Regions from separate parts of the Mus musculus genome. Here all the other regions are linked to region 1. A link is a contact called in public HiChIP or PLAC-seq and promoter capture Hi-C data. All regions are on one chromosome and are shown on one strand. Each heading gives the region's core, a stretch centred on a gene start, on an enhancer-like site or on the middle of the called end of the contact. The rest is flanking DNA. Distances are from core to core; before and after follow the strand shown.

Region 1 (3,714 bases), core at 1,025-3,524:
CAGCCAGGAGTGAAGCTGACAGCCAGGAAGGGAACATGGAGTAGCAGACAGGACACAGGCTTAGGTACTAGCAAAACCCCAGCCCAATGTAGCCCCACCCCCATTAGTGGTAAGCCACAGCTTGTTGATCAAGGTCTTCAGAGCAGAGCCTCAGATCTGTGCCTGCTAAATGAGTGTTAGGGAGCATGTTCTCTAGGTTTCTTGTGACGACTGGACAAGTTTGAGGTGCCCACATAATGTCTCCTAAACCAAAGCAAGGTGACATCTGTATCTGGAAGCCATGCTTGTTTGGCCTTTCGATCTGGTTTTGTTCTGAAATCCTACTGGCTAGTGTCTAACGTTGCCCGGACACTTCACTCTGCTTGTCTCAGCATGGGTTTTAGGGACACTTATTTTAGAAAACTATCAGATGTGTCCAACCCGTGGCCTCTGGGCCACATGGGATCCAGGATAGCTATGATTATGGCCCAGTATAACTTGCAAACTTACTTAAAATATGAGATTTGTGTATATGTGTGTTTCACAACTTGGTTGCATGGTTTTAGAACTTGAAGCCTGTGAATGAAAATATAAAAAGGTGCCGGGCAGTGGTGGCACATGTCTTTAATCCCAGCACTTGGGAGGCAGAGGCAGGTGGATTTCTGAATTCGAGGACAGCCTGGTCTACAGAATGAGTTCCAGGACAGCCAGGGCTACACAGAGAAACCCTGTCTTGGAAAAAGGAAGAAAGAAAGAAAGAAAGAAAGAAAGAAAGAAAGAAAGAAAGAGGGAGGGAGGGAGGGAGGGAGGGAGGGAGGGAGGGAGAGAGAGAGAGAGAGAGAGAAAGAAAGAGTAGTAGTGAAAGAAAGAATATGTAGTGTAGTAGTGTCAAAAGGCTGGACCTGCCTGCATGGGTTGCTGGCTATAAGCTAAGCTCACAGGCAGTATTCAACACCACAGGACCATGGCGAAGGCAATAGAGCCTGGCAAATCCTGTACGATAAATTGCTAGATTTCCCCAAACATACTCAGCCACAGCTTTGTAAGGACGCACCTTAAAAAAGTTTTGCTTGGCACTGAACCCCATTGGGAGCAAGAAGTAGCCCCTTTCTCATTCTCTCCAATCTCGAGGCCAATTCGGCTGTGTCCTGAGGCTCCTTACCTGCACTGGTAAACCTGGCCCTTCTGGTCCGTCAGAATGAAGTAATGGCCGTTCCAGGCTTGTGGATCCTTGTCCAGGGTCACATGGGTGATGTTTGTGTTGTATAACACATGGAGCCCCAGGCGCCGCGCGAAGTCACCCAGGTAGCGCACCATGTCGCTGGCGTCGGGGAAGTAAGCCTGCGAGTAGTGTCTGAAGAGCAGGTGTGGGTCGTCGCTGAGCAGCGAGTTCCAGTCGTGGCGGAGGTTGAACTCGGCGTTGGCCTTGCCCGTGTGCCGCTTGTTGATGCTGATGAGCTTGCGGTGGCGCGGGTAGCGAGTGAAGAAGCTGCCAGGTGCGGACTCGCGTTCGAATACCTCGTAGTCCCTGCCGGCTCGATGCAGGAAGGCGGCCATCTGCAGGCCCGCAGGACCGGCGCCCAGGACGCAGTAGTCCCGGTGCGGACGGGAACACACTGCCAGGTGCAAGGCTAGGGCCACCAGCAGCCCCGAGGGACCCATCCTGCAGCACAGTAGAGGAGAGGCCTCGCACCTCGTGGCTGGCAGCTGGTGACAGCCGGCTTTCCCGAGGAACGAGAAACCAGGCGCTTGAGCCTCCCAGGGATCTGGAGCGGGGCTAGTACTGAACCCCGGGACCTAGGGGCTCATCTATCCCGTCTCCATCTCTTTCAGGTAGGATCAAGGGCCCACAGGAATTCTGAATCCCCAGCTCATCTCCATAGTCCACTTTCCTAGGGTGTCAGACTCCCTTATTGTCATGGTAATTTCCACCCCAAAGGAGAGGCAGTTTCCCCAATTTCCACTCATTTTGGATGTGCCCTGCATTTTGGGAGGAGGTCTTCCCAGGTGGACCCTTCAGAGGTTCTGGTTGGTCTACCCACCTTTCACCCTGGGGGTGGGGGTACGGGACCCTGAAGGAGGTGTGGCTTCTAAGGCCCCGCCCCAGCCCCCCGGATCACGTGAGGATGCCCCAGCACACCTGCCGCGGTCTCCGCTATCCCGCACTGCTTCTGGCGCGTGCGCGGTCCCCAGGCTGAGCTTCCGACCCGCACGCTGCCGCCACCGGTAGCCCAGCGATGCTCCCACGACAGGCTGCAGTGGAGGGAAGCTACGGCTGACTCGCGCCACAGCGGCCACGCCCCTCCCCACTCCGGGCCAATAGCAGGGGGCGGGTCACGTGTGCCACGCGCAGCACGCCGGGACTGGTGGGGCGGCCGGGGCGCGAGTGGCGCACACGTGCTGTGAGCGCTGTTTCTGAGGGTAGAGGTGCCTTGGGGAACAGCAGGTCCATGATGGGACGCCTGGCCCTTCCTTTTGATTTGTACTAATCCTTGTGCCAGAAGATGAGAGATTTTTGGAGAAAACCTTGCCATTTATATCCCTTTATTACTGTAGAAGACTGAACCTAATTGGCCAGTCAATTTTGTGGGACTGAGGAGAGGCCAAGACAGATGAACCAATTATTGTCTTAGAGTCTTGATCGTTCAGTTGTACGAAGGGTGGCCAAGGGAAGCGATTCCCAGCACTTTGTAACTGACTCGTCAATACAAAGTGACAAGGTTTGCATAAAACAAAGATAAAGCTAAGTGGGTTTTGAGACAGCATAGTGGCTCACTCTTGTATGTCCAGCAATCGTGAGACTGAGACAAGAGGACTGTGTGAAATCCTGCTTCAAACTCCCCAACCCAGAGGCTCAAACTGCAATTCTGTGTAGGAAGGAGGATTTGAATATTCAGGCTAGCTCCCTAGACCAAGTTACTCACCTGGCTAATTAGAATACTGTGTGCCTTTTGGAGGAAAGGATAGCGACCTTCACAAGGCGATGCAGAAGCTGAGGGTTCTTAGGAAAAACATCTGGGAAGGACTTTACCAGCTTTGCGTGACTGTAGCTGCTTCCCATTAAAAAGGAGCCTTGCTCCTGGAAGCCTAATCGGAACCCCGCCCACTTGCAGCTTCCCTCATTTGCCCTTAGAAATTTACGTTTATGATTTTCCTGGTGAAAGAAAGCACACCCGGAATGCTGGTGTTTTCTTTAGAGCCTGCACTAAAGAAATCCGCCCTGGGGGCAGACATAAACTTTAGTTTATTGTCATTGTGGAGACCTCAGCCCACAGGTTTAGTTTGGAGCTATCCTGGGTAGACAAGGTATCTCACCGAAAATAAAGCCGAGCATTTCATAGATACTGTGGAGAGGATGGGCAGGCACCAAAAGGAACTAGAAAGTTGGTCTGCCTTTGGTGATGGAAATGGAATGATCAGGAGCCCCACGCCTGGCTAAGGTGCAGGATTCCCAGCCATTGATCTACAGCCCACAGCGCAGGGCTACAGGAGCTTCTTGTAGGTGGATTGGACCAAGGGATCTGGATTCTGGGCCACTCCTGAAGCCCAAGACATTTGTCACACTATTTTATGTTGTTTGCACTCTACATTAAAATCTCAGTCAGGGCTGCTCCAAGTCTGAGATTCTCAGAAACGCCAAGGTTTCTGCTCAGCATCCTTTGCTGGCCTCTTTAAGTTAGTTCAATTATGTTGCTGAAACCTGCCTCTTTAGTAAGGCAATCCCCATCCTGTTTC
Region 2 (3,696 bases), core at 928-3,427, 160 kb before region 1:
TTGGTGTTCTCTGTCTTCCCTGCTCCAGACTCCCCCCTGCCAACAGAGGGAAGGAGCCCTCACTGAGAGGTGACTGCATCCTCACCGTCCACCCCACACAGCAGCACTGTCTACCGCTCTGCCCTTCCGTGGGTACCCATGAGGGAGCCAACATGAAGAGAAAGGAACAACAGACCGAATGTGATACTCGGGAATCTTCTCTCAGTCTGCTTCCCATGGCCCACCAGAGCCAAACAAAAGCCAAGTGACTCATATCCACTGCCCACCCTGGTCACTTGGCAACCTCCAGACCCAACTGTTTAGCCGTCAAGGAGGCAGCGGTTGACCTGGGAGCCAAAGACACTTATATGTGCTCCCTTGAAACATCTCTGGGAGGCAATTTCTGCTCCATGAACTCCCACCTCCTTAGTAAGACGGAAAGTAGCCATATCAGACCAAATCAGAGTCAGAAGGCATGCTGGGGTCTGGGAAAGCCTACTGGTGGCTCGTGCTGGAGCCTGCGTTCCTCCTCTGCTGTCACACCCACCCACCCACACTTCAGTACTTGAGGAGGGCTGACAAAGGCCTTGGTTGTGACACAAAGCTCCCTGAGAGCACCAGGCATAGCTCTGAGTCCTGTCTCAGGGAGGGGAGGGGCCTGAACTAGGAGTGAGCTTATCAACCTGCTTTTGACAGAATAAGAGCAGGGGTGAATGTGCTCAAACCCAGCACCACAAACAAAATCATCAGAGCAATAAACACCACCACTACACGCACGCGCACACACACGCACACGCGCACACACATGCACGCGCACACACACGCGGGTGCGCATGCACACACATACACACACCCACACGTACGCGCGCACACACACATACACACATGGGTACACTCGCACACGCACACTCGTGCACACACACATACACACACATGCGTACACTCACGCACGCACATGCACACACACACACACTCCCTCCCTCTCCCTCTCACAAACACTTACGTGCACAGGATGGACTGATCTTCCCGGTCTGCAACAAAGAGGACACCAGGTTACCTTGGATAAGAAGGAAAACACCTCTCCCTTCCCATCCCAAGAGTTGCCAAGATAAGGAACAAAAGACTTAAATGCTTCTCTGAAAGGACCCTCCCAGGCCTCCAACCTGGGCTGACTGTGGACAGCCTCAGATGAGGGACACCTACAATGGCAGAGCCCCAGGCAGCTGCCTGCCCCCAGCTCTGGCTGCACACCCCTGCCCTGCCCACTCCATCCCGTGAATATCAGGAAAAAATGTCCATGGCAGGCACCTGCAACACTGACCACATTTACGCAAGGAATACTGTTTAAGGGGCCAGAAATCAGAGCAGGCAGCATGGCAGGCCTAGCTTGCAATGGGACAGTCCCAGTGTGGGCCACTGCCTCGCAGAGTCTAAGACCAGAGATGGTGGCCTTCTCTGAGCCCCATGCACTTCTCTGTGTTGTGAGGCAGCACGTGTAAAGGGACACATGTGAATCCACATACATGGTGCTTGGCTCATGTAAGGCACGGTGATGACAGGACAGAGGGAGCCACGGAGGAATGGCAGCTTCCGGCATGCACCTGGGACAGCCTGCTCTCTGCACCAGTGGCGGGGACTTCCAACAGCCACCCTAGCTTCACAAATCCAGCAAGAAGAAATAGGAATGTTCTCCTTTGCATGGAGGGACAACCACAGTTCCCTGCACTCTGAAAGCTAAGCTAAGATGGTCAAGCTCCAGGAAATACGCCAACCTCAAACCGTACAGTTAATTAAAGCAGTTGGACCCAGCCCCCGGCAGTTTGGCAACATCAGAACCGCAGTGAGGTACCTGATGGTGACGCTTCACAGCACAGCATACACTGGCTATCCACCCTACTTCATGATTATTTTGATAAATATAACACACAAAACAAACCTGGTGCTGACCCTGTGAGTACAGTAAACTAGGAGGCCACTGTCATCTCGATGACAGAGCAGCCGTGACCCAAGGAGGAGATGAGGGAGCAGGAGAACCGGTCAGGGGCACTGGTGGCCACTGGCCATCATGCTGGCACTCCTGCTCTCTCACAGGCTCAGGACCCCATGTGACAAGGGTGAATGACTCATAGCTTTCTGTGTGCATGGCCTTGGGACATAGACTTAGTCGTCCAATGGCAGACTGACCGGGCAGATCACCCGCCCTCCTGTAGGTGAGCTTTCTAGCCGGCCCAATCTCAGCAGCACACAGTGCTGAGGACACACAGCCATCCCTATTCTATCAGGACTCATGCAGGAAGCAGGAACAGGAAGCCTTACTTCCCACACAGGCAGCAGCTGCCTCTGCCCCCAGCTGCAGCCTTCATTCTAATCTCCCAAGAAATAGCCACCAAGCCAGGCACTTGGGAGCCGCAGCAGAACCATTTGCTGTGGACTAAGGCCAGGCAGGGTGAACCATAAAGCTGACAAACCAAAACCAAAAAAAAAAACAAGAAAAAAGGAAACCATCTTGGAATGGGAGCCCCATCATCCCACTCACACCAATACCACCCCACCTCCCTGAGAACTACTCAGACAGAAGTCGAGAAGGGGGCACTCAACCTTCCTTCCCCTCACCCTGTCCCCCCACTCCCCAAAATGCATTCTTCAAGGCTGCCAGACAAGGACTGAGCCAGAGTGGAGCAGAGCCTGGGTGAGATGGCAGGAGGGGCTGGGGCCAGGCTAGAGGAGAGCTGGTTCCACCCCTTCTTCCCCAACAGCAGTGTGGCCCGCGAAGCTGAAGCAAGCATCTCTGTCATCCCAGGCCCTGCCCTCCCCCAGCAGCTCCCTGTGGTCGGCCCCAGCTGTGGCTGCAGGCGGGCATGTTTAGTCACCGCTCCGGAGCAGGCAAGAATGTACCTGCCTGTGCTGGCGAGGCACGAGCAGAAAGTGCCTGGTGCTACCATAAAAGGAAACATTCTCCATTCCTTTCAGAAGGCACTGTTTCCCAGGGCTGTCCAGGCCCAGGCCCTGGATGACTGGAATTCCTTTACGTGAGGAGGAGTCAGAGAATTATTCACTACTGAACAGGAAGCAGGGTAGCCAACCCACACGGACACACATGCACAAAAGCAGAGACATGTAGGCAGACGCACAGAGTGTGTGCCCTGGTGCACAAGAATATGTGCACAGACATCAAGCAGGAACTCAGTGCACAAAGCAGCACCTACACAGACTCCTGTGTGTAAATAGATCCACAGCATGCTATATACTTATGTACACACACATACAGGCCTGCATGTGCTCCAAAAGCTTAAAGCTCGGAGCCAGACTCATGAGACCTCTGCCTACCTAGGACCCTTAGCTCTGCCCCTTGACCTGACCTCTCCGCTGCCATTGCAGCCCAAACACAGGCTCGGAGGAATCCCAACCTGCTTCCTCAGACCCTGCTGAGCCACTGCTTTCAGAGATGCCCTACCAAGAGGCCTCCTCCTCCACCTGAGTAAGGCCCCCAACACTGAGCACGGAGAAGCCACCTGCTTAGAGTGACTCACACAGCCTCTAAAGCCTCAAGAGCCTTCCAACACTTTCTGGAAGTTGCAGTCTGACACCTGACCTCCTGGGTGGCCAAAGGACACCCTCAGCACTCAGGAAAGGCGGGTGACTCTTTCACAGCACTATGTTTGAAATCTGCTCCTGAGCTCAGGGCATCCCTTACAGATAAGGAAGTCCCAGCAAGTG
Region 3 (3,442 bases), core at 57-2,556, 160 kb after region 1:
CTAACCCGCAAGTGACCGCTGTTGATTAGAACTTGGGCTTGTTTCCTGTGAGAGACACATGCATTTTAGACTTCGTAAACGTTAAAAACACACACATACACACAGCCAGCCACCTCGAATGGTACGCGGGGCTCGTAGACATTACGAAATGCTCTTGAACTCGGCTTGAGCTCCTAGAATAATTAGAATCTACCAAATAAGGATTCTTAGAAACAACAGATTTCTTTTTTTAAAGGGAGACTTGCAGATGGTGCTGGGCCTGTAACTTTTGAGGAGCGAGAGAAGAGGAAGAGCATTTTTTTCTGAATCCTTCATTGCAAAAGGCTGAGCAGCACACAGGGAAGCAATTATTTTTCCCTCCTCATAGGTGGCAAAGCCAGACCCAAAGGCAAACCCTAAGGACTCCAAAGCATCCAGAGCACATCTGAACTCTACAGACAATTTCCTGTTTTCACCATACCATAGATCATTCCAATGAGGAGGTTTGGGAGGACGGGGTGGAAGCCAAAGAGTAGAGAGTGTGGGTTCTGCTTATTGATTTTCTTTCCTCTGAAACTAACCCAGTCAACCTTGATCTGCAGCGGCAGCGGCGGAGGGAGTGAAGTGGGAAAATGGTGGAATGTGGAGGGGACTTATTTGGAGGCGGGGGGGGGGGTGTGGAGGGGAGGGGCGGCGTGGGAAGGGGGAGGAGGTTGGAAATCAAATACCTTCGAGGCAGCAGGTTCTCCATAATCCGGAATGGGTCATAACTTCCTCGTTCTTCTTGCTGGTTTCATTCTCACTGACACTTTTGGTCTTGCAAACCCCTCTGGAGTACAGCCAATAGTCGGTTCCCACAGCGATGGTCATCAAGCTGAAGGCAGCGAAAGCACCAACGGTGGTTAAAAGCATTTGAACACCTCGATCAAACAGCCCCATAATTCTTCATTATATAAACACCCAACCGACTTCTGGTTCTCAGGAGCGTGTGTGTGAGGGTGCGATTGGTAATTCCACTACTAATATAATGGATATATGTGTGAATAGAGAATATGGAGAGATATAAAAAAAGGGAGATAAGAAAGCTCACGGAAAAGTGTGTAAATTATAAAGATCACACGGGAAGAGAGGCTTGCCTTTTGAGATCAAAAAACTGTTCCAGTTGCAGCGATTTTTTTAAAAAAAGGGAAAATAAATAAAAAGACACCCCCCCACCCCCCCAAGTGAGATGCCTTAATCTCTTTTCCTAAAATTCTGGTCTCCAGTTTCCATATGTGATCGCTAATTTGGAGATGGCTTCCACAGCGCGCCAGGGTACAGCCGAATTCTCAACACCATCTCTCATGGTCCGGACCTAGACAGTTAGAGACTGGAAGAGCTGGGAAGCAACCTTCGGTCTTCGTTCGCGGCTCTGCGGCCTGCGCCATGAAAATCCGTGGCTTCGCCAGTTCTCTTCCTTGGGGAGGGAGGGGGTCCTCGAGGCGCCTCCGTTTCAGAGGAGACTGCCCAGTCTTCTGCAAGCCCTCGAGCTCAGCTGCACCGGTGAGGGGGTCTCGCCTCCCATGGTTGTGCCCCGGCGGCGGTAACGGCGGCGGCGGCGGCAGCGGCAGCGGCAGCAGGGTTGGCGGGCGCGGTGGCGGCAGGACGAGCAGCCGCGGTTATTGTTGTTGGCGGCGGGGGTAGTGTCGGCGAAGTGGGGGAGGGAGGGGGTTTCTCCCGGAGAATCGAGGCGGGGTTCCCTCCCCCGATCCGCAAAGCTCCTCGGAAGCCAGCGAGCGAGCGAGCGATGGGGCGCGCTAGCCGGCGTCTTGCAGCAGGCAGGCCCGCCCGCCTCCCCCGCTCACGGCCGCGCAGCCCCGGGCCAGGCGCTCCCAGCTACAGCATCGCCGTGGTGCTGAAACGGACAGCTCACCCCGGCCGGGCTCGTCCACTTACTGCATCGCCGTAGTGCTGAAGTGGACAGCTCCCCACGACCGGGCGCTCTCACCTACAGCATCGCCGCGGTGCTGGACTGGACAGCTCTCGGAGCAGGAGCGCCCACCTACTGCGTCGCCGTGGTGCTGAACTGGACAACTCCCCCACTCTGTGCGCTCCCTGCGCTCTGTAGCCGGCCAGGAGTGGGGCCCTGGCCACGGGGCCTCTGTCGTCCGCGGACGGGCCAGGCCAGGGCCAAGCGCAGGGCTGCCTGGCCTCCCGGACTCCTGTTCCACAGTTCCGGAATGAGCGCTGGCCGGGGCCTCCTGGAGCTGGGAGGAAGGCGTAGCTGGCGATCTCTCTCTCTCTCTCTCTCTCTCTCTCTCTCTCTCTCTCTCTCTCTCCTCTTCCCTCCCCCCTTGGTGTTTCTTCCAGTTCAGCCTCCTTCTCATTCCATCTCTACGTGCCCAGAGCTTCAAATACAGTCCTCCCATCACAGTCAGATTCCCACAAAACTTCAATCAGCTGCTTCTCCTGGAAGAGATCCTGGATGGGTAATTACAAACATAGTTTCTATGTGTTGTTCTTCCTCCCCTATTCATGGGTTCCACACTTTCTGGGGAGGGGAGGTTGTTTTATTTTACTGTCTGGATAGACGCATCTCCTGCCTTATTTCCTCTTGATCTTTCTTTCTGGCTAACAGGGGTTGTGTATAGCTTTCTCTGTGACTCTCTGTAGTTTTTCTGTGAAATTCTACATCTTGCTTCTACAAGTAGACATTTTGGGAAGATGATTCTTGTGAAAGGATGAGAAAAGGGTGGCTGGTAACTGGGGTTCGGGACATGATACTCATCTCAAAGGTAAAAATGTTTTCAGGAAAAGTGAGTTGTGGATCTTTCCAAGTTTCCCTTGTCATTCATAAATGAGATTGATTTTTTTTTTAAACCTCTCTACTATGAGCAGGGAAAGGCAGGAGCCCTCTCTTGCTCAGCAGAACGGCGAGCCTGGGTTGTTTCCTGTGTCACCTCTCCAGACTGTGTGTGCAACTTTCCCTTAATGTGACCCTGGAAATCGAAGCACGTAGATGATGCTCACTGCTGTGGATGCCATGTTATCTCAGATCAGTTTTGTGACTAAGTAAAAGGAGACCATAGGAGACTCTAGGTTACATTTTTTTCCTTTGGGGGAGGGGCTAGAGAAAGCTGTGAATCCATTGGGTCAGTTGAAGGGTGTAGAGTGAGGATTTGATTTCATAATTTAGTAATGCCACCCCTCATTGTGCCTTGAGATGACCTGCATGATAGTTTCTCAGTGATCCAGAGATTACGGGTGCACGCAGAAGATGGCTGAGGTAGAAATAGTTCCTTGGGTGTAAATTCCAGAGCCTAACCTCTTCCTTTCATCTGCGCAGTCACAGGTAGAAACTACCTGTTTCTCTACCCTGCATAAAACTTCCTTTTCTCCCAATCTCCTCTCCCTCCTCAGACTGGAAGGACCCTCCTAAGGATTGAGAGCTGTCTTTCTAGTTCCAGCATCTAGAGAAGGGCAC
Region 4 (4,041 bases), core at 1,096-3,595, 250 kb after region 1:
GAGGGAAGTTCCTACTTAAAATGCATCTCGGAACACCTTCTGCCTTCTGTTTCTAACAAAATTCAAAGCCGTTTTGGCTAGAAAGTAACAGAAGGCACAGCTGGGTCATCAGATACAGGCCAGGTGGCTGAGGCGGGCTAGGGCAGAGGGCTCTCTGCTGATGCAGGTTTCCAGTCTCCTCTGAGCTTTGCTCCAAGGACCCTAAAGATCCAGAGCCGCCTCTGCCTCCCTGGCTTGCCCAGAAGTTGCTTGGCTGCAGTTCTGGTCCAGAGGCGAGGGGGGTCTGCAGACCAGACCAGTGAAGGTGCCTTTCAGCCCCACAGAAATCAATGACACTCTGAGGAGAATACCTCCTGCCTTGCTTGCGGTGGGAAGCAGTCAGAATAAGTGCTCCTTCACTGGTATTAAATTATTAAGTAACTCCATTCCATTAGCGATATTAAGTGGCTATAATTTAACCTAGTTAGCTGCACTCCAGGCTGAGGGATTGACCCTCCCGGAAGCAGGAAGTATCTTTCCCTGGTGCCCGGGACAAAGCAAAGCCCGCTTGCTAGGAGGGGTGGCTGGGAACTTTGGGTGCTATCACCAGGTTCATCCCCGCCCTGCTCCCCGCCCCATCCTCAATTTACCCCAGCTCATCCTCCTCAATGAAGCCACTTTTGTCTTTGTCCAGAATATGGAACACCTTCTTCACCTCATCCGGGTTCTTTTTCTTCAGGCCCACCATCTGGAAGAACTTTTTGTGGTCGAAGGAGTCTGCAGCTGTTGGGGGTTGAGGGGGAAGAGGAGGTTAAAGAAGGACAGGGGAGAGGCACCGGGAAAGTCAGGGAAAGAGATGTTGTACCATTTATTAAAGGGTACCTGCATGGTTGTGGGGAACAGGAGGACAGAGGGAGCCCAGCTAGGAAAGGATGCTTTGCCCAAGGTCGACCCTTCTTGGTTCCCCCATACACACACTGATGAGCCACAGGGAGACTGTCAGCCTCCTGAGAACTGTATTTCTATGAAGCCTTTTGGGTGAGGGCTGGGTGGGCTGTGCACAGGCATGCGATGGATGCTAGCTAGGATGGATGGAAAGGCGGCTTTCTCTCATTGGCTACATACTGTGATCAGAAAGATCAACTCTGTGAGGACATAGTTCTGTCAAGGTCACATCATGGGAGGGGGAGGGGAGGACCCAGAAGTCCTGCACAGATTCTGAGACCCATCCCAGTGGTTGGGGGTGGGATGAAGGACTTCTAAGAACTCAGCTGAGTTTCATACTCAGGGTGACAAGGTGGCTCAAGGCACTGTGAATGGGTTATCATAGTGCTCCAGGGGGAGGTGGGGGGCTTCTTGGAGCTTCCTGTATGTGTCTGGAGGAGAAGGAAGCTATATAAAAAGCAGATAGATGTCCCTCTCTGTCCAGAAACTCTTAAGAACTATGGTCTCCCCTCAGCCCAGAGTTGGAGGGAAAAAAAGTTGCTTTGTCTTTTTACACACCAAGGTGGGGCACTGAGACCTGAGGCCACCTCAGATCTCATTCTTCCTGTGCTGGACTGGGTGACCTTGTACAGCTTGAATCTTATCCCAGCCTCAGTTTCCCTCCCTGGGTGACAGAGGAAGAACATCTAAGCTAGAGGAAAGAGATCACACAGCCGAGTGGGTACCCCTCTCTTGGACTACCTAAAAGGATTAGATGCTGGGGGTACAGATGGGGAGCTGCAGCGGGCTGGGCAGGGCTGGGTGCCTGATGCAGAAAGGTCACTGTGCCCTTATGTCTGTCCTGGGAGGGGATCTCCACTAATGGGCTACCTTCCAGGAAAAGTCTTGTTGGGAATGGGGGCCAAGGAAAGGGGTCTCTTGAAGAGAAAGCCCAGGCTTGCAGACCCTTCTACACTTCTCAGAGGAGGATGTCTGGGTCCTTGCTTCTTCCTCCCTGGTCTTCGCACTTGGTCCTGGACCCCCCCACAAGTTCTCCCGGAGAGGCCACTCTTCTGAGCCCTCAACTTTGTGAGACTCAGTCAGGGAGCACAGTCCGTGCAGCTCTTGGAAAGCATAGGACCAAGGAGCTAACCCCCTAGGATGGAGACCCGATGCGTGAGGGAAGAAACTGGGGAGGCTTCGCAGAGGGATGAGGGGTGCCCCAGAAGCGGGAAGAGGGCAAGGGGACAGGGCCAGGCGCGGGGAGTGGGGTGGGGGTGCATTGCTCACCAGCAAAGGCTCCTATCGCCTTCTTGATGTCCTCAGCGCTGAGCACGTCTGTCATCGACATCCTGCAACTGTTTGAGCGGGCAGAGCAAGTGCGAAAAGATTAAAAAGTGTTCTCCTCATCCTTTCTGCTCATATGACCAGCGCTGCAGTGTCGCGCGCCAGGCGCACGCCCGCTCGGCCTGGCTCCGCGCCAGGGGGCGCCCGGCTCAGCGCACAGCTCAGCAGCTCAGTCCCGCCGCACCGCCAAGCTGAGCGGGCCACATGCCCATGGGGTCCGGGCATTCAGGAGGCTCGCCCAGGACCCCGCCGCCAGGGGCCATCTCCTGATCTAAAGGGCCACCAGCAGAGACTGGAGCGTTCTGCCGCTGTCAAGGGCATACGGGAGGCAGAGAGGCTCCGATCTGGGCATCTCGGACAATGTCCTCTCGCGTGGGGAAAAAATGATGCTGACCAGCCTCCACCCCGATGTGGCCCCTGGGCTATGCACTCTGTCTCTCCACGCCTCCAGTACCCTCTTGTCTTCTGTCCTGGATGCAAATTTATGCCGCGAAAAATCTGAATGTTAAGAACTTGAAACCTGAGCCACAGGACCCAGGGAGGAGGTTGTTGGACTATCAGAGCTCCTCTGTGCAGAGGCTCTCTGTCTGGGCTCCATCCCTCCCTCACCTGACCACATTCTGAAACTTGATTTGGTTTCTGCGAGGAAGAAGGCACCAGTTTATCTGTCAGAAGACCCTTTTGGGCACCAGTTTATCTGCCAGAAGACTCTTTTTCTCACACTTTCTAGTCTCCAGGGCCAGACACAGCTGAGTTGTGTTTCATCTAATTCCCATTAGGGAGGCTAAGGTGAGAGAGGCCCCACAGCATAGCTATCTACCTTTCAAGTTGGTCATATTTGGGGGATAAGGGATAGTACCATCAGACCATACTTTTTGATTACCATGTTTTGTGATCAGAGTATCACCTCTGGGAAACAGGACATTTTTCATCTCACGGGACCAGAGTACAAGGCTGCCATCTTCCCTCAGGTCTCCCAAAGTTTCAGACTGTGGCTAGCAGCCTTCGAAGTGTATATGAGCACTAGACATACACATAGAGTTCTGAATGTGAGTCACGCTGAATCCCCCCATGACCTTGAGCTATAACCTTTCTCTCTGGTCATGTGTTGTGTTAAAGATGGGAGGATCACTGTGTGGGACCTGAGGCAGGTGGGCAGCGTCTGGGGTGATGATGATACTGGGGACCAAGGGACAGCTTCCCAGCTGCCCAGTAGCTCAAGTTGCCTGACAACTTGCTGTCAACACTGTCTCCCCTAGCTGAGCCCTGGAAGGCTGCCCTTCCTGGAAACCTTAGGAGTGCCTGGCTCCAGCTGCCCCCTCCTGGTGAGTCAGCGTCTTTGGGCCACAGCTTGCCAGCTGGCTTCCAAGGCTCCTAGGCTACAGCCCCTGACTTCATAGCTCTGGGCATGAGGCCCACTTCAGACCCCCCAGCTGTCCTGCACCCTTCAGCTGCTTTAGCTCCTATGTCTCCTGCCTCAGTTGACTTAGTGGCCTCAGCCTCTACCCCTTGTTCCCAGCTGGACTGCCAGTTCCAGTGTGCCAGGCTTCTGTGTTGACAGTTCAATGTCTGGGCTCTCTTTATACTGTGGCCCCAGTTACAGCATCTGTTTCTCCAACTGGAGACCCTTGTGCTATAGTGAGCCTGGAGTCTCTAAATGCCCGAAGACCCATCCATATGGAGGCAGAGGCAGAGCAGGGTCAGCTTATTGGTGTGACTTAGTGTGCTGTAAACCTCTTAGATATCCTTTCTCATGCCCCAACCTCAGTCCTACAGTGCGTCTGAGCCACA

Evidence for each region. Promoter capture Hi-C pulls out the DNA fragments that hold promoters and counts their contacts. HiChIP or PLAC-seq counts read pairs in DNA pulled down with a chosen protein or histone mark. Capture Hi-C pulls out chosen DNA fragments and counts their contacts.
Region 2: a contact with region 1 is called in an H3K27ac HiChIP or PLAC-seq map of epiblast stem cells. The contact joins the enhancer-like site here to the promoter of Foxred2 in region 1. A contact is called at or near these places in 5 of 484 Hi-C or Micro-C datasets (LSK cells, embryonic stem cells and extraembryonic endoderm stem cells), 11 of 115 datasets of contacts at active chromatin or transcription factors (the HPC-7 cell line, T-cell acute lymphoblastic leukemia, double positive thymocytes and 7 more) and 4 of 9 other capture datasets (adipose tissue, embryonic stem cells, liver and 1 more).
Region 3: a promoter capture Hi-C map of pancreatic islet shows a contact between it and region 1. The contact joins the promoter of Cacng2 here to the promoter of Foxred2 in region 1. A contact is called at or near these places in 4 of 39 promoter capture datasets (the SN4741 cell line, embryonic stem cells, frontonasal cranial neural crest and 1 more), 3 of 484 Hi-C or Micro-C datasets (cerebral cortex, embryonic stem cells and nephron progenitors), 2 of 115 datasets of contacts at active chromatin or transcription factors (embryonic forebrain and embryonic stem cells) and 1 of 9 other capture datasets (pancreatic islet).
Region 4: a promoter capture Hi-C map of the SN4741 cell line shows a contact between it and region 1, with 6 times the contacts expected there. The contact joins the promoter of Pvalb here to the promoter of Foxred2 in region 1. A contact is called at or near these places in 5 of 39 promoter capture datasets (the 3T3-L1 cell line, the SN4741 cell line, cranial neural crest and 2 more) and 3 of 9 other capture datasets (embryonic stem cells, liver and pancreatic islet).

Annotation. Positions count from the first base shown.
Region 1 is chr15:77,954,448-77,958,161 of GRCm38.p6, forward strand. Foxred2 (FAD-dependent oxidoreductase domain containing 2) reads right to left here and starts at 2,275. Exons shown (of 9, transcript NM_001017983.2): 1 at 2,120-2,275; 2 at 1,142-1,642. The coding sequence starts at 1,641.
Region 2 is chr15:77,796,019-77,799,714 of GRCm38.p6, forward strand. Myh9 (myosin, heavy polypeptide 9, non-muscle) reads right to left here. Exons shown (of 41, transcript NM_022410.3): 4 at 983-1,010; 5 at 1-36. Among named protein-coding and RNA genes, the nearest start is that of Apol8, 43 kb to the left of the region's middle. RefSeq lists an enhancer at 1,742-3,696. Within about 2 kb of position 2,178, at least 315 of the 459 cell types and tissues checked have an H3K27ac peak or open chromatin away from gene starts, as enhancers often do. A contact at or near this core is called in the HPC-7 cell line, T-cell acute lymphoblastic leukemia, adipose tissue and 10 more, where this site is marked.
Region 3 is chr15:78,117,974-78,121,415 of GRCm38.p6, forward strand. Cacng2 (calcium channel, voltage-dependent, gamma subunit 2) reads right to left here and starts at 1,307. Exons shown (of 4, transcript NM_007583.2): 1 at 708-1,307. The coding sequence starts at 918. A730060N03Rik (a long non-coding RNA gene) reads left to right here and starts at 822. Exons shown (of 2, transcript XR_875456.2): 1 at 822-2,447.
Region 4 is chr15:78,201,892-78,205,932 of GRCm38.p6, forward strand. It overlaps Pvalb (parvalbumin), which reads right to left and starts at 2,346. Exons shown (of 4, transcript NM_001330686.1): 1 at 2,194-2,346; 2 at 630-762. The coding sequence starts at 2,254.